Linked DNA regions of Mus musculus: all the other regions are linked to region 6. Evidence: chromatin contacts called from public promoter capture Hi-C data. All regions are on one chromosome and are shown on one strand. The core of a region is the stretch at or near the end of the contact, and the rest is flanking DNA. Distances in the headings are between cores, read along the strand shown.

Region 1 (3,419 bases), core at 678-3,177, 1.1 Mb before region 6:
CAGAGCCAAAGGAGATGGCTGGGATTCCTGGCCAGAAGAGAGGAAAGGAGTTAGTGGCACCCAATAGCTGGCCTAGGGGGCAGTATTCAACAGACAAAACAGCAACAATGCAGGAATATAGAGCAAAAACCAGAAACAAAATGCTCACTTTCTGTATACTGTTCCAACTTTCGTATCTGGGGACCCTCTAGATCACCTATCTTTCTGAGTGTACTTCCCTACTGTATTTTTCTTCCCAGAATTTTTGGTTAAGGAAGTTTCTAAGAATATTTATACCCTTTCAACACATTCCCCATCCTTGATCACTCACCTGCCCTCCTCCGCCACCACTGCTGCTGCTACTGCCTGTGCTGCTGCTTCGAGTCTGAGAAAAGGCGGCACCGCCACCATTGCCGCTACCCCCATTATTGCCACCAACATCTTTTTCAATCTTCACCACAGCTGTCACTTCATCCATGGAGTGATCTTGGTCTAAAAATAATTACAAAAGAAATAAATTAAGTGTATGTGTGTGTGTAGGGGGGGGTGTGTTAAAAACAACATAAGATTTAAAATTAAGGATTTGACCGTCAGCAATGACTGACAGAACAGTTTTTAAAAAGATCTTAGCCAGATAGGTCTAAATATGGTGGTAAGCCTAAAATCCCAGAATTTGGAAGTGGAGGCAAAAGTTCAAAGAAATCCTCAGCTACATAGTAAATTGGGATGCCAAAGCCATAGACACATAGCTTAATGGTGCCCAAGACAGGCCACTATTTTCCTATGCACAAATTAACCCCAGAAATGACTCAAAAATTGCTTTGGAAGCTAGGCATGGTGACTCACACCTATAATCCCAAGACTTGGAAGGATGAGCCAGGTGGTTCACCAGTTCTAGGTCTTCCAGGCCTACAGAGTAAGAACTGATCCCAATACAAATAGCCCTTTTGAGAAAGGGAATTTGGAATTTCAGTGTCTCAGAAATAAAGAGTTGCTCCTTAGGGTTGATAGCACTCTTAATCCCAGCACTCAAGAGGAAGAGGCACCTAGACAGCTAAAAGTCTGAGGGCTGCAATAGTAACTTCGAGTTACTACGAATACCACATAGAACCTATCTCAAAAAAGAAAAAAAAAAAAAATGCATCCTGGAAGGAAAAGGAGACCCAACATGTGGGTGGATGGAAAGTGTGCTAAAATTAGGACTATAAGAGATGAAGAAAGATCTAGTGTAAACAATAACAGGAAGGGACTGAGAAAGAGTAAATCCTAAGAGAAGGTGAGGAAACATCTGAGAGGACAGGTAAGGGTCTAGGGATTAGAACCCAGGTTTGGGGCTGAGGAGGCGGTCCAAAGAAGGAAGGGGCGGTTTCGGGGATAGAGGCGTGGCAAGGGCGGGTCGGATGGGGGAAGGGAAATTTACGGGGGTGCGGGGGAGGGCCCGGGGCAGGCTGCGACCGGAGGGCGGGCGGACCGGGGAGGCGGTTGGCCCAGGCGGGGCCTGCACTGGTCGGGCCGCCCCCGCGGCGCCAGCCCCCGACGGGAGGAGCCTCAGGCGGCCGGCCGGGTAGTGGGGGGTAAGGCCCGTCCCTCGTGGCCGGGGCGGGCAGGGGGCGGGCGAGGCCACGCTGCCCCCTCCCCCGGGGCGGGTAGCCCATCCCCCTCCTCCTCCGAGGCCCCGCCACTGCCCCTTCTCCCTCCCTTCCCTCCGCCCCGGGCGGGACCAAGGCCGCCGCCGCCGCCTCCCGCCCGCCCCCCCTCACAGCGGGGACCGCCCGGTCGGTCCTCGCGCGCGCCCCCTCACTCCCCTCCCACCCCTAGGCTCGGAGTGGACTCATCCTTACCGCTCATGGTGGCAGCTGAGGGGCGAGCTCAAGGGGGTCCTGTACGGGGGGGTTGGGGGGGGCCGGGAAAAACGCGGACGCTGACGAGGCAAGCGAACCCGGACCGGACAGGGAGGGGGGGGTAAGGAGGAGGGAGCAGCGCACCACAAGCCCGGCCTAATCCCCGCCCCTTATCTACTGCCCCGCCCAATGAGGGAGGGTGAAAGGAGGGCCTTGCAGAGGAAAGGCGGGCTGCCTACCCAATGGTAGGACTCGCTCTCTCGCTGAGGCGTGTAAGAGCAAGTTGCGTACTTGGTTTCCGCCCAGAAAGGCCGCCCTCTCAGTTTTAGCAACCAATTAGAAACTCAGGAAGTGGTGGTGGGCGGGATGAGATGACGATGGACTTGCAGAGAAACCAGTCAACCTCCAGGCGGGCTCCGTGAGCGGTAGGGATAGGAAGAGCTTAAGTAAGAAAGACAGGACAACGACCAACCAGAATCCTGGGCATGCCTGGGCAAAGTCCGTGTAGGGGGAAGAGTAAGAAATAGGCCGGAATGGGATAGGAGCAAGCTTCCTAAACCAATCAGAATTCAGGCGGGCAGTTAAGAAAGTTCTGATTGGACGATAACTGAAAAGAGCCGGAACAGGACGCGTATTGACGTGAACGAACAGCCAATTACGCGCCGAGGAGAAGGTGGAGGCTGGAACTTGGAATGGGGAGAGGAGAACAGGCTTCCTCCTCCGATACTCAAGCCAATGAGGCAGCGAAGGCAGCATGGCACCGCCTCTAGCTTTGGCCAATGGTCGTTACAGGGCCGCCCATCCTGAGGAGGGAACCGGGCTGTGCCAAAAGGAGTTGGTCGCCATGTTGGCCCTCCTCGGGAGGCTTCCTTCCCTCGTTAGGGTGTGCGCTTGAGTGGAGCCCTCCACAAGTGTCAGAGTCGAGACGCGTGAGGGCGAGAGTGTCGCGTCGCCCGAGACTGTTCGGGTTGTCCCTTCCCCGCTCCTACACAGCACCCCTCGAATGTCACCCCTGCCGGGATGGGCGGGCGGCTCCCCCTGGCCGTGGGTGGAAGCCCTGCGGCGGCGGGCGGGACGACAGCTTGGTGACGGCACGCGAAAACCCAAGTCGACTGAGCTGACCAATATGGAAGTCTTTCGGGAAGATGTAGCAAGCGCCATTTTCTTAAGCTGCCCCAGACCTGCTAAACCAACTCAGCTTTCAGAGTAACGCACGCTGGGGAACTTCGTGAAGCCAAGCTCTCATAAACTACTTCCATTTTCCCTCTTAGTAGAAAGCACGCTAACCTAGTTACTTCCTTTTGCAATCACAAAGGTTAAAGATTTTGCCTTAGGCACCTCAATCTCTGGCCTCCATTTCGCCTTCTTTCTCCTCATTTAAACTTTGTCACTGACTGGTGTCACCACGTTTAGTACTTGGAACTAATACAGTTAATCACTTAATGTGTCCTACTTTACGGGCTGGATGCTCCTGTAAAAAAAGGGAAACACTTTAAAGATAGGAACCGAGGCTCTCTGCTCCTTTGGAGATGGCCTTGGAAATGTGAAGTGACAGCTGAGATACCTGGTTGTCCCAGTTAAATAGGCATTTAGCACTGA
Region 2 (3,683 bases), core at 165-2,664, 1.4 Mb before region 6:
CCTCTGCCGCCCGCCTGCAAGATGGATTGGCCGCATTGAAATTCCTCCGCGAGGATAATTAAACTCGGGGCCTCATCCGGGCAAAATTACATTCCTGTAATGGCGTCGCTCGGGGTCCCGGGAAATTGCTCCGTGGGCTTTCAGCGGCGGTTTTTATCGCCGGCCGGGGTGTGCCTGGCTGCGGCTCGCCTCTCCTCCGGGACCGTAAAGCTGCTGCCGTGATTTATCCTCCCCTTCTCCCAAATCCGATTAAATGGAGGAGCTTGGGGCCGGGGCGCCGCGGGGCCGGGGGCCGGGAGGGGGTGGCGGGAAGGACGGGGCCAAGGAGGGGAGGACAAACGGCCCCTCAGAGGGTGGCGGATTTGCCTTTATTTACAGCCGCGGCTTTCTTTTTATTTTTTTATGGGGGTTTGGTGAGCTCTTCCCGTCTTTCTCGCGCTGCGTCCAAGCACCCTAACCGGACAGCCGGGCTAAGGGGCTGGGTCAGCCTTGCAGCCGTCTGCTAGGCTCGTGCGTTCCTGCGTGTACACAAAGGCCTGCTCCAGGACTAGCGCAGGAAAGCCCCCGCCCACCGCCACTGGGGGAGGGACGGGCGAAAGGGCAGTGAAGAAAAGTAGGGGCTTGCTTGGGGAGAGCACCTCGCAGGCGACTACTTATTCCAGCTCGCCCCCCAGCAAGTCCGACAGGAGGTAAACTGGTCGCCTGGGGTGACTTCGCACCCCTACTGCAGGCCACAGGTGCGGTTATCCCTAATTGATCCCAGGACTCACAAAAGGGAGAATCAGGCCTTGTTTACCCCCCCAGTCTTATGACTCGAAGATGCTGGGTTTTTTTCATGCTTTGCTCATCAACGAGATAGGGAAAACAAAAATAAAAATAAGTTAAAGCAGAAACTGCCATGGCATTTTGCTAATAGCATTGGGCCAGTTCCCATCTCCCACCCAACGTTGCCAGTGTCCTGAGGGTGACAAGAAGCCAAGAGTTCTGTGATTTTATTTTCCCCTGCTACATTTTAGGCACTGAACCCCAATCCCTACTGTATGCTATAAACAATTTCCGAGTAGACTGGGTAGGGTGTTTTTTGGTTTTTTTTTTTTTCCTTAACTTTGCGCATGCTCGGAAAGGGGACTCGAGTCCAAGACTCCAAAAATGCTGTGCAGTCCACAGTTCCACCACGTTGCAGATCAGCAAGAGTTGGCGGCTCTTCCGTGCACGGTGGGCTCCTTTTGCAGTTTCTCCTGTTGGACGCCAGGTGGAGTGCTTGTCCCCCAAGACACCACCAACCTGGCAGAGGGAGCTGTGGCGTCCCGGCCGATCCTCTAGCTTGTGTCCACTCTATCCATGGAGAAAAGCGACTCGTTGGCTCCGGCCGCGCATGCGCAGAGCCTTCCCTCGCGCTTCCCGCGCCCCCGCCCCTCTCTGTCTTCTCTGCCCTGGGAGCAGGTAAGGCCTTGAGGCCTCGCGTCCTCTTCGTGCCGCGCAGGCGCGCGCAGCAGTACCCCTTGCGAGGACGCGTGGCCGCCCTGACCTTGCTAGCTCCCACGCGGGTCCCTGAGCCCTCGCGGTCCCGGCATCCCCACGCGGAGGGCTACCCCTTCCTCGTGCCGATGACCTCTAACCGCGCGGGCCTGGCGCCATCTTGGGTGTCTCACGGGGGTTGGGGGCTCTGCGGCCGGCGAAAGGCAGATGCTGGCGAGCGTGTTCTCTCCGGGCGCGAACCAAGGCTTTTATGGGTGCTCTTCGCTCACCCACACGCCTTTCACCATTGTCATGACCCCAGACTCTCCCCTCCTACCTTTGCCTCCCCTTGTCATCCTGAATCAAAATAGCCTTTATTTTTTATTTTTTTGAAGCTTGCAGACTTTGAACCTCAGGACCTCTGGCGCAGTCAAGCTAGTTCACCGTCCAAAGCCATCATCTCCCTAGTCAGCATCCTTCAGTTTGAAATAAACTGAACGTGGTAGAGAGTAACAGAACAGGCTAACCGGCCTGTGCACAGGTGGCAGGAGTGAGGCCTGAGCGAGGCCTGTTCCCTTAGAAACTGGTTGCCTCTAATGAAGGCCCTGACATACTAATGAAGTTAGAAATAAAATCTTAAATGGTGGAAATGGAGGTTTCTGTTAGGCAGCAAGCCCAGAAGATGGGAGCAATACGAGCTTTAGAATTTATACCTGCCAGCTAGTGGGAAGGTTTAAGGAACGGAATGGTTAAGTGGGGAATTCTCATTGTGGAGGGTTTCATTGCTCTGGTGTGGGCTTGCCCATATTAAGTGACCACTGGAAGGGCTCGCCGAATGATACGCTTGGGTTTATTACACACCAGCAACAGATTATACTATTCCATATGTTTGTAAACTATTAAATTTAATTCCCCTACTTTTTTTTTTTTTTAAGAATTGTTTACTGAGTTCTCTGCAAGCAAGCAGTGGGTTGGGCAGTAATTAGAGTATTGCCAGAACTACATTTTATAAGTTACCATGTTAAAACTTGTTTTTGGAAAAACGTCTTCCATTTTATTTTGGCTTCTTGACTCTAACCCACGTTTACCTCAAATTTATGATCCTTCTGCATCAGCCTCCCCAGTGCTAGGATCACTTGCACATACCACCATGCCTAACTTCAGACCTCCCTTTATTCACGTGTATGGTGACATGTATGCATGCATGCTGAGAGGTTAATGTGGGGGGCATTTCCACTCCACCCTCACCTTTCGAGACAGGATGTCTTACTGACCTGAAGCTCATCGACTCTGATTGCAAGCCAGTCAGCTTCAGGCCACCTGCTTCCATAGGTACCCAGCGCACGGGGTGTGGCAGGCACCATCATCTAAGCCATCAACCCAGCTTAAGCCTCTATTGCAAAAGTTTTAAAGAAGTACTGGGTTTCGACTCAATTAAACCTGAGTAGGTGGGCATCAAATCTGGGTTTAGGTTGCATAAAGACAAAAGGGAGGAGTTTGTTACAGGGTCGCACTGTGTAGCCAAGAATTCACAGAGCTCTGTCTGCCTCTCTGCCTTCTGAGTGCTGGGATGATAGATGTGTTCCACCGAATCCAGCAAAAAGTAAAGTTTTAGATAGAGCCAGCCTGAAGACAAACATTGGTCTAAAAGTAAAATTCAGGATTTACAAGTAGCATATCTGCCTTGGACAGGTTGCGTCCAGTGTACTTAAGGGAGTAGTGTTTAACAGGCCTATACTTTGAGCATCTTAGTTTATGGGCTATTCAAACTTCAGAGAGAAAAAGCAGGGGACGTAGCTTGGTGGTAGGACACGTTACCTAGATTGCACTAAGGTCCTAGGTTCTACCTCCAGTGTGGCCTCCCTCTGAGTGAAATTACAGAGTTACAGTCCTTTCTCTCTCACTGACAACCTGTTAGTGTTGTTGAGGCCATACCATTGTATACCTTAAATATAAAATGATTGGAAAAGTTGTTTAAAATATTGGCACCAGAGATCTTGTGTTTAGGGACTGGAGAGATGGCTCAGAAGTTAAGAGCAACTGCTGCTGTTCCAGAGGCCCCAAGTTTGGTTCCCAGCACCGGTGTGATGGTTCATAACCATCTCTAGGGAGTTCAGTGCCAGCTCTGACCTACCTTCTTGGGCACTAGGTGTGCATGCGGACAAAACATACATACAAATCTAAAAATGTCCTAAATTATTTTATGTGTGTGAATGTGCAGGTGC
Region 3 (3,547 bases), core at 188-2,687, 1.9 Mb before region 6:
CCACCCCCCCCTTTTTTTCAGAGACAGGGTTTCTCTATATATCCCTGGCTGTCCTGGAACTCACTCTGTAGACCAGGCTAGCCTCGAACTCAGAAATATACCTGCCTCTGCCTCCGGAGTGCTGGGATTAAAGGCGTGTGCCACCACCTCCAGGCCCTCGCCTTTAATACCACTTGGGGGGGATCTCCCAATTGAGGACTGCCCCAATCATAGTCTCAGGTTAAAGAGAAAAACCACTCACTTCTCTTGAGACAGCTCTCTTAGGTTCCACAACTCTTCCATCCACCTTGTGTGGTCTTGCATTCATGGCAGCATCCACTTCTTCCACAGTGGCATATGTGACAAACCCAAAGCCCCTGGATCTCTTGGTGTTTGGATCTCTCATTACCTGTTTAGAGTTAATTCAATCAATACACTGCCTGATCTCAGAATCAAAAGCCATTCCTAGTCTGATCAAGGCAAACATGAAACTTCAGAGTGGGGGGGTGGAAATGTAAGCTTCTTACAGATCTGAAGAAAGCCCCAGATTTTTTTTTACCATCCCATTAGTTAACTTCACAAAACAATTTAGCTAAGAAGCAGCAGATTAAATCGGAAGAAATAAGCCAGCTCTTCCTTTTGTTTCTTTTAATCTTACCACACAGTCTGTTAGTGTTCCCCATTGCTCAAAATGGCTCCTCAGACTCTCGTCGGTTGTTTCGAAGCTCAGCCCTCCGATGAAGAGCTTCCGCAGCTGTTCTGGCTCCTTGGGAGACTAAAGTGGAGGAGGGAGTGTTTAGCGGAGGGGCTGGAACCTGGGAAAATGAATCAACACCCCGCAACAACACATGCTACACTTTTTTATTGTTCTTTATTACTGCACGAGACCACGTGCTCCTTCCTAGGCTAGGAGGTGCTGCTGGGGATTCACTCGAGTTGCACGCAGCGCATGCGTCCTTACTTTTACTTCATACGCACGCGCAACAAAGGGCACAGGTTAGTCGGGTCCATCCCCATTAAGACTTAATATCTCTTTAACAAGCGATTGTTAGACCAGAATGGGGGAGGGGAAGAAAAGGCCACACTCCCCAGATCATTAGTCTGTGAAGTTTGCCACAAGGAACAGTGCATGGACGTTAATGGCGGTCGGATCGCAGCCTCATGGTGACTATGAGGACAAAATGGCGACCTGCATTTTTTTAAAGTAGGCCTCAGCACTAATCGATAAAACACCGAAACCACGGGTGCGAGCAGCAAAACACGTCACATCCCGCTATATTCAGTAAGTGTGGAAGAAAGAGAAGCTGCAAAGCGCATCCAACTTACCTCGGACTTAGACATGACGGTAGAGTTACGAGAGCCTTCAGCGATGCTTCCTCGGCAGCGTCAAAGAGCAGAAAGGAATACGATAACGAACGTGCCCGCCAGCCTACCTTCTGCTCGCCCTTTTATCCCGCCTCCTCGCTCTCGGTATTGGTAGACTCCGCCCTTACTTGAGTCTTATTGGAGATTTGAAATTATTCCCTCCCACCATTGGCCCGTGAAGACGCCCTGCTAAGAAACGGCATCCGTTTGGGCGTTCTATTCAGACTCCGCCCCTTTGAGTCACTGATGCCCCAAGGGATCTTATCCTTAATCGCATTGATTGGCTAACTAGCCAGTCACTTATATTTGAATGTATTCACGTCTTTTAAATGCCTTTCATAACTTTCCCACACCCGAACATTACAAACTCACTCGTCAAAGGACCGCACGCTACAAAGTAGCTCACCGCGACTTTTCCCAGCCACTCCCTATAAGGCGCATGTGTAATAAAAATGGCGAGTTCACGCCGGCGCACTACGATGTTCCGCCTGCTGCCTGGAACACGTGAAATGGCGGGCGGGAGAGGGTTGTGAACCTAGGCGCCTGCGTAGTGGCGGGACCAGCGTCCAGTTTTGCGCAGGCGTTTTGGGCGGAGAAAAGGTCCAAGCCCAGGATTGGTTGCGCAGGCGCAGGGAAGGATCCGTTTTGGCGGGCGGTTGGCATTGCGCAGAAGGCGGCGGTAGCGGTGGCTTGTGGTGCCGCTTTACCACAGAGGAACCGTGCAGGCCTTAGCGTGAGTGATCACTTTAGATCTTGGGTAAGTGGCAGAGTCTCGTCTACCCGTACGAGATCTTGAACCCGCTCCCATTGCACCGGTTATTGTACGAAATGAATGGACCGCTGAACTGGTGGGGGGGGGGGTGGACGACGACAGTGAAGGGGCCGCGACGGGTCGGGCCAGCCAATAGGACAACTGGGGCGGGATGTTTTATCCTTGCAGGTTCTGTGAAGCTGCCTTGCCGAAGCATTTGACTGGCGAGCCTATAGGCCAATTGGGTTTTCCTATAGCTGCCTACCGATCGGTCCTTGGGCCATCGGAATGTGGGAGGCGGGTTTTTCTCGCCTGAGTTGCGTCTCTCCGAGCCAATGAGCCCCAAGCGCGCGATTGGCCGGCCTTCCCCAAGAGGCAGAGGCTGGACTCCTGTGGGGAGCGCGGGAGTTGGCTGGTTAAATTCTTAGAGCAAGCCAGGAGTCACTAGAAAGACAGGATTCCCCCCTCCCCCCCCCAATAAAGCTTACTCTTGCATTTGTGGGGGCGAGTATTTTAACTTAAAATGACTCCTATAACTAAGGCATTCATTCTGTATATTACCTTAGGGAAAACATATGTTTTCTTGTGGCCCTTGAGTTAATCATTTTTCTTGTAGTTTTTGGTACGTTCCTCCCTTCACTTGAGACTTTGGAGAACGTGCCTTTAGTCTTTGAAAACTTTTAAGAGAAGAATATTGAAATTTTGAATGAGATGACTTAGGTAAAGTACTTGCAATGAAAAGCATCCAAGAAAAATAGACTTAACCACTAGCACCCATTTCCAGGGACACTGTATTTGTATTTCTATCTCTATGAAAGTTTTTGAGAGTTACATGTCAAAAGTCAAAACGTGTTGCTTCTATGGAAACAGTGGGGCCAAGGCCTGTATGTTTGAGGGATAATTGTCATTGATGAAATAATGAAAACCTTAATAAAAATAGACACATTTGGTTTTTTGTTTGTTTGTTTTGTGTCATCATGTACTTGTCACCACCATTCATGTTCCCAATTCTTTTATCTGAATCTCTTCTCCGAAGAACATTTTTCTCCCCTAACATTCAAGATACTCTAAGCTCCTATTTCTGCTGTTCATTTGAGGATGTCTGGTGTGGGGTGAAAAAGCTGATTCATTTAGGAGGTATTTAGGGTGTTGGGGACAGAAGACTCCACCATATCTTGAGTTGTTATTCATTGTTTTGATTCCATATATTTTTGTATTTTCTCTGCAATTTTGTTGGTGTTGATAATACCCACACTTCTCAGAGTATCTAGACAAATGTATAATTTCCATTTATTATCTGTGTCTGTTGATTTATTTATAGTCTTTGAGGTAGAGGTACCTCATTGTGATAAGAAAATTCCAGCCTGGCGTTAGTGGTCATTGCCTTTAATCCTAGCAGGAAGATGGATATCTGTTTGAGGCCAGCCTCCTGGTCCATGTAGTGAGTTACTT
Region 4 (3,221 bases), core at 690-3,189, 1.2 Mb before region 6:
TTGTCACTCTTTTGACATTTAGACAACCTCAGTGGGTGTGTCCAATTTACCAAAGGATACACCCGGGGTGGGTGAGGGAAGTTACTGGGAAAGAGTTAGGTAAAGAAGGTCGAGGGCTTTTGGCACAGAAATCCTCCCCGCACCCCTTCACTTTTCCTTGGCAGATGGGAGTGATCTGATGCCTCAATATTACTAAACTCCTTTCAGGAGGATCCCCTTACTTAAAGGAAAAACCATCTACATCTGCTAAAGCGACAAGGTTGCGGGCTACCGCTCCCACACACCATCGCCTGTGCCCACAAACCGTGAAAGTCCTTCCCCAACTCCTGATCACCCCTGGTCCCTCTGAACGGAGCTCCTTCCCCAGCCAGGCTCCAGATGACACTGACCTTCCCGTGCTTGTGATGCTTGTGCGACTTCTTATGAGCTTTCTTCATTTTCTTCCGAGTCTTCTTGTCTATCACGATTCCGGGACCCACCATGCCAGGAGCCGGAGGATTCACGGGGCACATGCCAGGAGCAGGTGGTGGGTATGGGGGAGGGTAGGGACCTGAGGGTTGGTATCCTGGACACCCTGGTTGTGGTACAGGATAAGGGGGACGACACGGAGGGAAAGCTGGGTTTCCCTGGGGAATTCCGGGAGGACAGGGGCCAGGGGGAAAGGCAGGATTGAGAGGTGGTGGACAGGCAGGATTGGAACCTCCTGGGCACACAACTTGGGGTGGATATGGATTCGGTCCTGGAAGAAGAATCCGAGAATAAAGATTAGAACTGTCCGGAACCTCTATCAACACATAATACAAATCACTACCGTTCTTAAGCCTTATGGAAAGGCAGAACTTGGTAACTAGCAGTGGTCCGGTGGCTTTGCTTTTGCTTGGGGCTGCGGGGATAGATAGAAACTTCCTGTTTCATTGCAAAATGGGCTGGGGCAGGTCAGAGGAGAGCCCCCAGGAACTTACCAGCATTAGGATTCCACATGTCGAGATGTTAGCTCAAGCCTAGGAAGTAAACCAGGCAAAGTCTGAAGGTTCCAGGAAGGGAGGAGGATTTTCGAGAACCCGAGCCCCACCCTACAGCCTCCACCCTACCAAGACTCTCACAGATAAACCTCCACTTAAAAATGGGCTGCACTCTGGAAACAGAGGCAGGTGGATCTCTGAGTTCCAGACCAGCCTGGTCGAAAAAGAGTTACAGGACAGCTAGAGCTACCCTGTGTCAAACCCAAAACAAAAGGAAATGAAAAAAAGTTCCCTGCTGGGCGTGGGGGTGCACACCTTTAATACCAGCACTTGGGAGGCAGAGGCAGGCGAATGAGGCCAGCCTGGTCTACAAAGTAAGTTCCAGGACAGCTGGAGCTATACAGAGAAACCCTGTCTCGAAATAACAAAAACAAACAAACAAACAAAAACAAAACAAAAAAAAAAGTTCCCTTTTTCTTTCCCGCATCCTCATAGCCTACTCTAGCCCAGGATTTAAATCACAGGAACTCTCTTCCCAGGGCCCCTCCCACTTTCACTATCTCACCTGGATGGAGAAGTCTCATTTCCCTCTCCCTGGAAAGGGACCGGAGGCCTTTAAGCATCCGTAGTGTGAGATGGGACCTAAACTCCCTGCTCGCCCCGGGGGCACCCCTGAAGTGAAGCTAAAATAAACAAATAAATAAAAATAAATAAATAAACAAACAAATAATCCCATCCTGAATATCAAGAAAGACACTCCAGGTCCCAAAACTCTTAGAACACACACACAACCCCCAAAGAGCAAATGGAGTTCTTAGTTCTCAGGAATAAATGGATCCCTGGCCCAGCTAAGAGGAGAGATGGAATTTGGGAGGCCAGATGCCCTGTCACCTTCCCAGATCGCCAGCCCGCTCCTGTCCTCCTTCTCAGTCTGGGTTCGCACTTCCTGGTCACTCCTATTCATTCTATACTTCCGCACCGCCCCTGTGACCTAGTTAATAATTATGTGATCACTTTGACACGATGATTGGAGAACTGACTTGTCAATCGCTGTGGTCCAACTAAACAAGGAGGAAACCGTTGCGCTGGCCGCCAGGCGGAGCCTTAGGGAGAAAACATTGCGTTGTGAAATACATACAGGTGAAATACGGAGACGCAGCGGAAATGCTCCTTAGGGCGGGACCGAGGCGGGGTCAGCTCCAAGCAAGGACCTGAGCCAACGAGATAAACTCTCACTGTTTTTTTTTGTTGTTGTTTTGCTTAAATTTTAAGATTTTTTTTTTTAATGTGTATGAGTGTTTTGCCTCAGTGTATGTGCACCAAGTGCCTGCTTGATGGGTAGACTTGTCTGTAACCTAGCATTTTGGAAATGGAGGAAGAGAATCAGAATTTAAAGACAATATTAGCTTCTTAGGGAACCCTACATAAAACCTCAGAGAGAGCTCTGTCATGATGGCACAACACCTTTAGTCCCTGAACTCAGGAGGCAGAGGCAGGTGAATCTCTGAGTTTGAAACCAGCATGGTCTGCATAGTGAGTTCCAAGACAGCCAGAGCCACACAGACCAGCCCTGTCTCTGACTCGGAAAATAACAACAAAAACAAACAAACAAAAAAAGGCCTCAGAGAACAAAAGGAGGAAGTTCTGCTGAGTCCCAGCCCTGGGCTTCAATGTTGCCAGCTGCTAGAACCACAGCCTGTGGTTCTTTTTTTGTAGAAAGATAAGAGACAGGGTTTCAATGTGTTCAGCAGATGGTGCAGTTATAGTTTCATGTCATTGTTCTGGGTAACTAAGTGAATTCATTTTTGGTTTTGATGTTTTTGAGACAATCTACCAGTATGACTTGGGTTGACTTTGGATGAAAAGCAGTCATCCCATATCTCTCTCTCTCTCTCTCTCTCTCTCTCTCTCTCTCTCTCTCGGGTGCTAGAAAAACAAAAGCAAGCCACAACTCTCAGAATTTTTTTTTTTTGGTTTTTCGAGACAGAGTTTCTCTGTATAGCCCTGGCTGTCCTGGAACTCACTTTGTAGACCAGGCTGGCCTCGAACTCAGAAATCCACCTGCCTCTGCCTCCCGAGTGCTAGGGTTAAAGGTGTGGGCCACCAAGCCCAGCTAACCCCAGCACTTTGCAGATAGGGCTTACAGGATCCTGAGTTCAAGGTCACCCTTGGCAACACAGAGAGTTTTAGGTCATCCTGCGCTACATGAGACCCTGTTCATAGATAAAATGATGAATAAATCAAGGACTTTCCCACAAG
Region 5 (3,335 bases), core at 5-2,504, 1.4 Mb before region 6:
AAAAAAAAAAAAAACTACCAAAAAAAAAAAAAAAGTAAAAGAAGAGGCGCCGCCAGAACCTACTGCCACAGATAATTAGAATGGACCCAACCAGGAGAGGACAGCTGTCTTTCCGGCATAACTATTTATTTGTGAGACAGGGTCTCCTGTGTAGCCTGAGTCAGAATCGAAATCTCCAGGATCTCCCTGCCTCTGCCTCTTCAATTGCTAGGGTTATAGGTGTGTAGCATTACATCTCACTTAATCCTTTAATATTGAGAAAGGGGGGGGGGGTTGAACTCTTCCAGGGTTGGAGGCCACCCACAACGATGAGGACGGTTCAAGTCCTTAAGTGACTGCGGTGTGGGAACAGTGTGACTCTTTCGCCTATCAAAACAAAACAAAACAAACAAACAAACAAAAAACAACCCTATAGCAACAATTGTATTGTTGCTCTAATTAATTTAAGCCAGTTAAAAGGCTTGGGCAAACAAGCCTCTCTAAGTAGCTTGTTGTGAGCTGTGGCAGTCCTGCCAAGCTCTCTCTTCAACCGCATGCTTTTCATTCCACAGCCTAGCCACCATTTCAAGCTATGTCCCCTAATCCTAGCCCCAGAAGCCACTCCAGGGGGAGCACGTGCAGGTGTGGTATGTGTGTGTGTGTGTGTGTGTGTGTGTGTGTGTGTGTGTGTGTGTTATCGGACCCCTTGGCATGGAAATCTTCTCAAGCTGGAACCAAACAGTAAGCTTTGAGACTTTTACAAGCTCTGTCAACCCTGAAGTCAGAACAAGCTAAAAATAAATAACCACTACCACCCCTGTGAGTTTCCCCACCCACAACATGGTGGCTGTAGCTCGTAGCTTGGGAGAGGCCTGGCAGAGTTCTACAGTTTCATAGCCCTGACCCTAGAGGATTCCTTAGACAAGTTTTTTCTTTTGTAAGTAGATATAACACTACAGCCTATCTTGTAAAAGCGAACAAGAAGGCTGTGCTGGAAGCGTTCCGCCCCACCGAAAAGAGCTGTGCAGAACGCGTTAAAGCCGTCAACTCTCCCACTAAGCATGCTACGAACCAGCAGCCTCCACTAGATCAGCCTGCCCTTTCTTAAGGAATCATGGGCCGTGAAGTCCTTTGGAAGACACACCCTCCTGAACTGCCTCGGGAGTAAGAACTACATCTCCCGGGATGCCACGCTGAGTCCATCACCGCCCCGCCCTCTTCCCCGCCCCTCGCGCGCAGCCTCCTGGGACATGTAGTTCCACAGGTAGAAAAGTAGACAGTGTCGAGTCATAGAAGAACCACAAGCCCCAGAAGCTCTCGCGTCACTCTTCCCCTCCCCTCCTATAGTCGGAGTGCTGTTTTTGTTGTTGGTGAAAGGTGAGGGGAACAGCTGATCCGTCCGTGGGGTAAGAAACTTGGCCTAACTGAGGGTGGGCTTACGCGGGGGTGGTCAGCCCGCTTCTCAGCCTGCGAAAGGCTAATCCGAGAGAACTGTAGAAGAGGACGGTAGGAGCGTTTAGGTTTTAATACTTTACGCACTAAGGAAGCCTCCCCCACGTTTCGGTTTTGTTGGTTTCAAGGGGGGCCTTGAGGAGTAGCCCGCATTGTCCTCACTTTCTTGCGGGGCCTCCTCAGTAAAGCTCGATCCGATTATGGAAGCTTGAAGGGACTGAAATATTTGCTTAATCTTTTCCAGGCAAGTCTTTGCCCTCACAGACCTTCTCTCTCTTACCCAAATCCAAAGATCCAAAGGCCTTTACTACGCTGAATCCCTGAGGGGAAAACTTCCAACTTGTGGAACGCCAAAACGCTGAGAGCCCTACAGTGGAGAGGGGACACACACACACACGCACACACAGAGAGGGAGAGAGAGAGAGAATGCATTTGAACATCAGCATCTGACCACATACACTTTCAGTTCTGAAGAATATCTGCAGCTGTTACAGATTGTCTTTGTGGGAAAGGAGGGGTTTGGGGTTCTCAACGGGTAGAACTTTAGAGACAGATCTCACTCTAACCTAAGAAGACTTATATTGAAGAAAACACGGAGTAGCTGTAATGAGAGATTTTTCATAGATGAAAAAAAAAAAGCCGACAAAGAAACTGTTTCCTATTGCATTGCTGGCCCACCTTTCCTTCTCCATGGAGTGTTTAATTTCTTTTAAAGTTCCTCCCCCACTGTCTCAGCCTGGTGTGGGTTTGTGATGTTTGGGGGTGTGCATATGACTAGTGGTGATGTCTGATTGGACACATCAGCTGCACCTGACACAGGAAGCAGATGTGTGGGCTAGAGAAAAGGGCTGCCTCCCCGCTCTGGACTGAGGTGTATTTTTTTTTTAAGTTAATATACAGTGAGTTTCATTTCAAACATGTACACCATCCATACTTTGTTCTTATTCATCTCTGAGTACTACTCTGTTTTAACTTTTTTTTTTTTACTTCTGTGTGTGTGTGTCTGTCTGTCTGTGTCTGTGTGAAGATAGGTGTACAGAAGTCTGAGCACAGCTTGGGGATATCAGTTCTCTTCTCCCAACCTTGAGTTGGTGGCAAGCACCTCTACCCACCCAACTATTCTACCCCCTGAACTCTTGATTGTTGTTGTTGCTATTATTATTATTATTATCTATTTTCCAATTAGTTCTCCCTAGCTAACTCCATTTTATCTGCTTATCTCCTGCCATTAACCCAAACATATGTCAAGATTTGGACTCTTAGAATTGAGGCTAAGAGGAGCCAACAAGAAAATGGGTATAGGGTACTGGAGCTGGGCTAACACCCAAACAAATCATTAGCTTTCTAGCTCTGCTCCCGTCAAGATGGGGGTGGGGGGGGGGAGAATGTTTCTCGTTGATCTCTGCCTTTTCTCAACGCCGAATGTATATTTCCCCTTCTCAGGGCCCCTGACTTACCCTATTTCTAACCTGTTTCCCTGCCTAAGGGCGGGGCTTTCCTGGCTCCAGGCCCCCACATTCCATCTCTGCACACCACCACCTTCCTACTGAATATTTCACTCCACCCTTGAACTGCCACCTCCAGAAGTTTTGATTTCCTGGAATAGAAGTTGAAGGACAGAACCTGTCTTTCCTATTATCCTCCCCTTCTCTAGCCTTGGAGGAAAGCCAAAGCTCGCCTTCTTCTGCTTCCCTAGAGTTGATCGAGATAGGCAACTCACGGATCGGTGCCCCCAAGAGCAGGTGCTCCAAGAGCAGAGGACCCAGGATTAGGTTGTTGATCCCCCAAACCGTAGTCCCCTCTGAAGACCCATCATCGTGATTGGTAAAGAAGGTTGAACAAGCTTAGGCATATGTAAGCAAGACCTGCTTAAACTGAGAGAGGCCCACACTTCCATTGGATTT
Region 6 (3,407 bases), core at 473-2,972:
TACCTGATTGTCAGTGAGGGGGTTCAAGGGAATCTAGATGCCCTCCGCCCCACTGAGGAGAGATGGGGGAAGGCACAGGGTGGGAGACTGCAGAATGTGGGGAGGAGCCGGTGCCCAAGACCAGAAAGTGAAGGAGGACAGTTCCCTGGGCCCTGCCCACCCCCCTCCATACCAGCACACACACACACACTCACACACACTCACTCACACTCACACACACATACACACACTGCCCTGCCCTGGCAGTGCACTCCCCGGCTGTGGAGGAGACATCTCAGATGTGAACTCTGTCACTCTTGAGGCTAACATGGCACGGCTGCCCAGAATTGGTGCCAAACCCTTAGGTGCTAAGCAAGGATCACACATCGTCAGCTTCACAGCAGATTACCTCCACCTACCCACACCCTCAGCCCCTCACCAGGCCATCATCACGGGCATCCTGCACCACCGTATTCCTGGCGGTAACTTGAAAGTAGGAGCCTTGAGAGTCGCCAAGAGACGGCCACTCACAGACGTCCCCAGTAGCCCCTACACACAGCTGAATATCAATGGGATGGTAAAGGCACCCCCCACCCCCATTTCATGGTTCAGCCTGAGGTGGCCTTGGACTGGAGTTACTTTGTCCTTTGGGCCACCCAGACCCTTCTCTCCAGATGGTTCCTGTCCTTAGAGAGCTAGAGGCGGGAGACCCAGACGCAGCCCCCACAGCTGGGAGTACTCAGCCTTCTCCTTCCTCCGCATATGCTCCTGCACGAAACCTTGCTGTCCCCACCCCCAACACAGCACACAAAGCTTCTGGCTGAGCTACACGTGAGCGGGGAGCCAGGAGAGGAGTCTTTGGCACATCTCTCTGTCCCCACTGTTCACCCAACCAGGGGTACCTCTAATGGGAGTGAAGAATCTCTCTCCTCTACCTTCACCTCCGGTGGGCCCCAGCCTGCCCACTCCCTCCCTGGACAGAAGCTTTGGGAAGGAGACAGCAGCAAGCTGAGAGCTCAGGCTGGGTTGTATTAGCCTCTAGAACAGAGGGTCCTGCTGAGTCCAGCAGACCACAAGTTAACCTGGGCAGATGCAGAACACGGGGAAACATAGGTACACAAAGAGCTCCCATTCACAGAACTCTCCGGCCTCCCTCCTTTAGCATAAGGGACACGAAGGCTGTCTGTGCCTCAGAGGCACAGGGACCTCCAGCTCTACCCTGGCCTTGAGCAGCTGTCTGTACCCAGTGATGTCCACCTAATGAGAACAGAGACCATCACTGTGCCCACCCCACGCAGCCCCAACCCCAGACTCCCTGTGTCTCAAGGCTCTCACCTGTGCGGGAAATAAGAGCTTGTGGGTTGGACCTTCCGCTGTGCCTCACAGAAATGAACTCTGGATGGCGTGGCACAGAACAGGCTGAATCTCAAGAGCAGCTGACACCTAGGAGTCGTCATCCCCTCCACAGGCACCAGGCTCAGCCTCGGGGGTTGAATGCCTTTCTCGGGCCAGCAGGGCTATCAGGCCCTGAGCGCGGAGGAGGAGTCCACCACCCAGGAACAGGATCCCACAGAGCACCAAAAGTGACAGGACGCCCAGCACGACTGCCTGCACCATGCGTGGCCCCTCTGGGGGTCCGAGTGGCAGCCCGGACTGGTTGCAGCAGCTCAGCCAGGCAGCCTTGGCTGCAGCTCCCACCTGTGAGCCGTTCATGCTCCCACCAGCTGCCCAGATGTGCACACTACCCTTGAGAGTTGAGGCTGTGTCAGAAGTCTCTAAGGGGCGGGCCTCCCAGGGCCCTACCGCCCACTCTACCCAAGTGCGTGCAGAGCAGCGCTCAGGCCCCTCCTAGACAGACTCCTCCAGAGTGGCCTCGAGGTCCTTCTCTGACAGGCTGGATCCTTAGGCCCAGCCTATCTGTTCTCCAAACCTATGTCCATCATTCAAAATTGCCAGGTAAGCCTAAAAGGCCCGTTTCCACGACTTTCCTCCATAGAAAAAGGCCAAGATTCTGCATCCTCGGGGCTTTCAGAGCATCTACGATTCTTGTTTGTTTGTTTTCGAGACAGGGTTTCTCAGTGTAGCCCTGGCGGTCCTGGAACTCACTCTGTAGACCAGGCTGGTCTCGAACTCAGAAATCCACCTGCCTCTGCCTCGCCTCTGCCCCTCTGCCCCTCTGCCCCTCTGCCCCTCTGCCCCTGCGCCTCTGCCTCTGCCTCCCAAGTGTTGGGATTAAAGGTGGTCATCATGACTGCCCAGCTGTGTCTACAATTCTTAGACCCCATCCCAAGTGCTGACCACTCTGAGCAAAGCACGGGACAGACAGCTTTCTGTTCCTGAAACAATTCTCACACACAGGACAGTCCGAATGGTGGAAAGTCTTCCTTCAGGGCAGACAGGCAGAACACAGTACTCCAGACCCCAGGGCAGAGAGAATGGCTAGAAGTACCCAGATAGCAAGGCCTACCTCCATTCCTTCTCTCCTGTCTTCTTGTCCAAGAAGTCCTCTTTACCGAGAACACAGCAGATCTAGAGAGCAAGGAGGGGTGTAGGGACTGATGTAATTATGAACTGAAACAATTTAGGAAGGGAGCAGAGATCTGGCCCACGGTCCTACCTCATGGGAATCATAATTCTGCAGAGGGTGAACACATCACTGTCTTGGTGTCTACACAGCCACTGCCAGCTGGGTACCTGTCACACAGCCAGGGGTCAAGTCCAGTGCAATCTGCAGGCAGAGAAGCCTGCCCGGGTCTGCTGCAAGATCCTTTAGCAAATTTCAAGTTCCCATTTCAAACATAAAGCCACTCTGGAGAGACTTGGGATACAGCCCAGTTGGTAGAATGCCTGCCTAGCAACTTGTCCAACAGGAAGCTTCAGGTTTTAAATCCCAGCCCAACATAAAACAGGTCAGAATAGCACGGAATCCCAAGGTCAGACTATAGCATGAGTTTGAGGCCAGCTAGGACTACCTAGAAACTTCGGACTCAAGTAGATCACAGAGCCAGCTAGCAAGGTGGATCTGAGTTTGAGGCTAGCCTGGGCTATAAAGCAAGTCCCAGGACTGGACAATGTAGACCCTGCCTCAAAAACAAGACAAAACAAGAAAGGGTCACCTCTAACTTACACCTCAACAAAAACAAAACAAAAGATAGGACACACCTAGACCAAAGCACACCAGGGAAACTTGTGAAGACACCTTCTTCAGTGCCAAGCCAGAGCATCCGGAGGCTGAGCAGAAAACCTGACCCTGCCAGGAAAACAGCCAGAGAATGCAGGCACATCTCTAGCTGCCCTGCTCCAGGACCACGCCCAGGCCCCAGCCAGCATCAGCTTCAGTGTCCCTCCCCACAGGAGCTCACTCAGCAGTGCTCAGTCTCCTCAGAGGTGAGCAAAGCTCAGAAGAAGACACAGAGTAGATGGGACTG
Region 7 (3,350 bases), core at 382-2,881, 1.9 Mb after region 6:
AGGTTGGGCTTGACGTGATGGCAAGGTAAGCAAGAATAGCTGTAGGTTTATGGGTTAACAATTCTCAAGCTCCAGGAACAGAGAGCCTCTTTCCTGACTCTTCCTTTACAGCCTTGACTAGTCCTACAGTCTCTAACATTGGGCAGTCTTGGGCCAAGTCCTGCTCCTTGATAGGAGCAAAGTCCAGCTGCACTTCAGCCAAAAACAGAATCTAGTGGTTCTCTAAAAGAGAACTTCTCTATCACCAGAAGAAGAGGGATAAAGGCTGACAGAAATGACAGAAGCCCATCACCTTGTTAGTAATGACAAGCCAGAGCAGAGTTGTTCTCCTATTTTCATACCAGTTGATAAGGTCTTATTCTAAATGCCTCTTTCACCTGTCTCTGTCTGTCAGGAAGAAGCCTTTCCCCTCCCTGGATGTCTGTGTCAAATATATCTCCCTCCCGAGTCTCTTTTGGATGGAATCCCATCCTTCCTAAAGCCAAGTCCAGGGAAGGGCATGCATGACCTCTCCAGAAAGCAGGCATTGCCACAGTGTGGCGTGCAGCAGAGTCTAGTGGTGAGCCAGCAGTCTTCGGTTCCATCAGAGCTGGAGGGCTGTGAGCAGCGGAAGGACCTAACAGATCGCTTTCTACCAAATCCAAGGCATTTACTTCCACAGTCTAACCTCTGTTCTCTGATATGCTGTTTGTATGGTTTACTGTTTGCATTGTACAGGAACTTGAGACCTGGAGAAGTCTGTGTAAGGCTCCAGAAAAAGAGATACCATCCTTGGATAATAAAATCCTCTGTGAGCCAGGCCGAAATGGACATTAGGTCACAGCAATCACCTTTTTAAAAACGTGCATTTTCTAGGTGTTTTTCCTACGTATCACACGTGTGAAGGTGTCGCGGATCCTTTGGAAATGGGAGTTACAGACAGTTGTGAGCAGCTCTGTAGTTGCTTGGAATGGAACTCAGGTCCTCCAGAGGGACAGCCATTGCTCTTAACAGCAGAGCCATCTCCAGCCCTCACAGGAATAATTTCAATCATTCTTTTTTTTTTTTTTTTTTTTTTTTGGTTTTTCGAGACAGGGTTTCTCTGTATAGTCCTGGCTGTCCTGGAACTCACTTTGTAGACCAGGCTGGCCTCGAACTCAGAAATCCACCTGCCTCTGCCTCCCAAGTGCTGGGATTAAAGGCGTGCGCCACCACGCCCGGCTAATTTCAATCATTCTTTCAAGCGCAAATTTCTCCCTCCAGTCGACAAAAGCTCAGAAGGTGGTGGTGTGACTTCTCCGGGGTTATATACATGGCTCTCACGATAAGTTGCTTTTTTTCTGAGACAGTCTTGCTATGTAGCTCAGGCTGGTCTCCAATCAAGCAGTCCTTCAGCCGCAGCCTCTCCAGTGCTGGAATGAACAGACCTGAGTCACAGATGGTGGTCTCCCTAGTGTTCCCAGTTAACTTTGCAGTCCGCGCTCTGTGGCTACATCCTCCAACAAACACAGCGATTGGATGCCCACCAAGGGCCACCAGGGCGCGCTCGCAGCCAGGCGCGAGGCCGCCGAGGGCGGGAGGCTCTGTGATTGGGAGGCGCGGCTGTCAGTTAGGCGCGGGCGGGGCGGTGGGCGGTGGGCGTGGCCTGCATGAATAAGGCGCGCTTCAGCGCGTCGAGCGCTTCGCCGCCGCCCGCCGGACTGCGAGGCGCCCCCTGAGGGGCGGAGGAATCGGGCCTGGGGAGCGGGCGCTGAGGGAGGAGCCAGGTCGGAGCGGCTGAGGGCCCTGGCGAGGAGGTGGAGGGCTGAGGCCCGGAGGAGGCCCCGCCGCGATGGGCAACCTGGAGAGCACCGACGGTGGCCCGGGCGAGCCGCCCTCCGTCCCGCTGCTGCTGCCGCCCGGCAAGACGCCGATGCCCGAGCCGTGCGAGCTGGAAGAGAGATTCGCCCTAGTGCTGGTGAGACCGGCGCTGCTGCCTTCCCGCCGCCCCCACAGCCCCCGCCGGGTCCCGCCCACCCCCGCAGCCCCGTCAACGCCTGGCCCGGCCGGCAGCTCGGAGCGGCCCGTCGGGGGTCGGGGAGGAGGGGTCCCCAAGCCCGGGACCTGCCCGAGGTCCAGACTCCTCCCTCCCCACTTCCCTCAGACTTCCCGGTCCGCTGCCGGAATTCCATTCCCGGGACCTCGCTGGTGGGACGGTTTCGGAAGCTGTTGGGTCCCCAGCCAAAATCAGGCATTTTTCCTCCTTCATGAGAGCGGGTCTCGCGTTCAGACCAGATGTTTCGGGGAGGAAAAGGGGGGATTGGAGAAGGGGCTGGCTGCCCATGGGGGTGGGGGGTGGGATAAGAAGCGATGCCATTCTACTTATTTCAGGACCGCCTGCAGGCATCCTGCTAAGTTATAGTGGATTTGCCTAGGCTGAACATGTGGATAAGCCATTTGACTAGACAGTTTTTTCCCCCCAATTGAAACAATACACAAACCATCCCGCCTGGTTTTTTATCCTCCCTCGTTTCATGTTAAACTTTGGTGACTGGTTCGTGTACCGTTGCTTGTGGTTCTTTGTAGTCCTTCTGTGGTTTCAAAAGGGATGGTTTCTAAAGACGAACTGATTCTCCTTTGCCCTGGGGCTTGGACGTTGATGTGAGTGACTCTGAATAGAGAGGTTAGTAGCAGGTATCACTGAGAGGAAGCTGGACCATGTTCAACATGAAGCTTTAAAAAAAAAATGAACATAACGCTAACAGATAAATCTGAAAAACTTGGGGAAATAGCTTTCACTTCTTCCCCCAAAGAGCTATTAGGAGATAGTAATAATTCTGGTGTATTGTTGGTACGGTCTGAAGGACTGACTTTGCCCGTGAGGAGGGATAAGTTGTAGACTTAGCAGCCTTATTGGATTTCATCTGCCTTGGAAGAGGGAGATTAGATCTGTTGGCAGCAGTGGAGCTGTCTAGAGATCCTGGCCTCTGCAATGTGGGGAGCCTCACATCATCATCTCAATGGCACCAACTTGGACTCAGAGAGAGTCCAGGATGTTCCACAGAGGTGTGTCAGGGGAAGCAAGAAAGGATGGCCCCTGGCAGGCGCTTAATATCAGGGCACACCCGGAGGGGATCAATTATGACCTTCAGCTGCCCCAAGGAAGAAGGAGGAAAAAAAAAAAATCAGTATGCTTGCACACCTGTGATGTATCTGCACCACCTCCATAGAGTCCCTGGTTTAAGGCACAGGGCTGGGTTAGGACTCCTGGAATCAATGTTCTGTGTAAATCACCTCAAGCTCTCCAAGCTCTGCCTAGGTCTTTGTGGATCAGATCATGTGTCTGTACCAGAAAGCCAGGAGTCTGTGGTCTTGACTCAGCGGTGATACAA

The links. Promoter capture Hi-C pulls out the DNA fragments that hold promoters and counts their contacts.
Region 1: a contact with region 6 is called in a promoter capture Hi-C map of pre-B cells, with 6 times the contacts expected there. The contact joins the promoter of Sp1 here to the promoter of Smim41 in region 6. A contact is called at or near these places in 3 of 39 promoter capture datasets (the C10 cell line, hippocampal neurons and pre-B cells).
Region 2: a contact with region 6 is called in a promoter capture Hi-C map of pre-B cells, with 7 times the contacts expected there. The contact joins the promoter of Atp5g2 here to the promoter of Smim41 in region 6. A contact is called at or near these places in 2 of 39 promoter capture datasets (embryonic stem cells and pre-B cells).
Region 3: a promoter capture Hi-C map of pre-B cells shows a contact between it and region 6, with 2.7 times the contacts expected there. The contact joins the promoter of Hnrnpa1 here to the promoter of Smim41 in region 6.
Region 4: a promoter capture Hi-C map of hippocampal neurons shows a contact between it and region 6, with 5 times the contacts expected there. The contact joins the promoter of Prr13 here to the promoter of Smim41 in region 6. A contact is called at or near these places in 3 of 39 promoter capture datasets (cranial neural crest, hippocampal neurons and pre-B cells) and 1 of 9 other capture datasets (adipose tissue).
Region 5: a contact with region 6 is called in a promoter capture Hi-C map of pre-B cells, with 2.4 times the contacts expected there. The contact joins the promoter of Calcoco1 here to the promoter of Smim41 in region 6. A contact is called at or near these places in 2 of 39 promoter capture datasets (erythroid cells and pre-B cells).
Region 7: a promoter capture Hi-C map of liver shows a contact between it and region 6, with 5 times the contacts expected there. The contact joins the promoter of Fmnl3 here to the promoter of Smim41 in region 6. A contact is called at or near these places in 2 of 39 promoter capture datasets (liver and pre-B cells).

Annotation. Positions count from the first base shown.
Region 1 is chr15:102,404,824-102,408,242 of GRCm38.p6, reverse strand. Sp1 (trans-acting transcription factor 1) reads right to left here and starts at 1,927. Exons shown (of 6, transcript NM_013672.2): 1 at 1,821-1,927; 2 at 311-471; 3 at 1-27. The coding sequence starts at 1,827.
Region 2 is chr15:102,668,778-102,672,460 of GRCm38.p6, reverse strand. Atp5g2 (ATP synthase, H+ transporting, mitochondrial F0 complex, subunit C2 (subunit 9)) reads left to right here and starts at 1,414. Exons shown (of 5, transcript NM_026468.2): 1 at 1,414-1,443. Mir688 (microRNA 688) reads left to right here and starts at 595; the gene lies at 595-669.
Region 3 is chr15:103,238,287-103,241,833 of GRCm38.p6, reverse strand. It overlaps Hnrnpa1 (heterogeneous nuclear ribonucleoprotein A1), which reads right to left and starts at 1,437. Exons shown (of 11, transcript NM_001039129.4): 1 at 1,306-1,437; 2 at 638-754; 3 at 242-388. The coding sequence starts at 1,320. It overlaps Cbx5 (chromobox 5), which reads left to right and starts at 1,982. Exons shown (of 5, transcript NM_001076789.2): 1 at 1,982-2,101.
Region 4 is chr15:102,457,888-102,461,108 of GRCm38.p6, reverse strand. Prr13 (proline rich 13) reads right to left here and starts at 1,939. Exons shown (of 4, transcript NM_001170911.1): 1 at 1,854-1,939; 2 at 963-1,001; 3 at 390-739. The coding sequence starts at 981.
Region 5 is chr15:102,720,097-102,723,431 of GRCm38.p6, reverse strand. It overlaps Calcoco1 (calcium binding and coiled coil domain 1), which reads left to right and starts at 1,254. Exons shown (of 15, transcript NM_026192.3): 1 at 1,254-1,385.
Region 6 is chr15:101,291,540-101,294,946 of GRCm38.p6, reverse strand. Smim41 (small integral membrane protein 41) reads right to left here and starts at 1,722. Exons shown (of 2, transcript NM_001369218.1): 1 at 1,315-1,722. The coding sequence starts at 1,692. The coding sequence ends at 1,423.
Region 7 is chr15:99,368,763-99,372,112 of GRCm38.p6, reverse strand. Fmnl3 (formin-like 3) reads left to right here and starts at 1,631. Exons shown (of 27, transcript NM_011711.2): 1 at 1,631-1,936. The coding sequence starts at 1,811.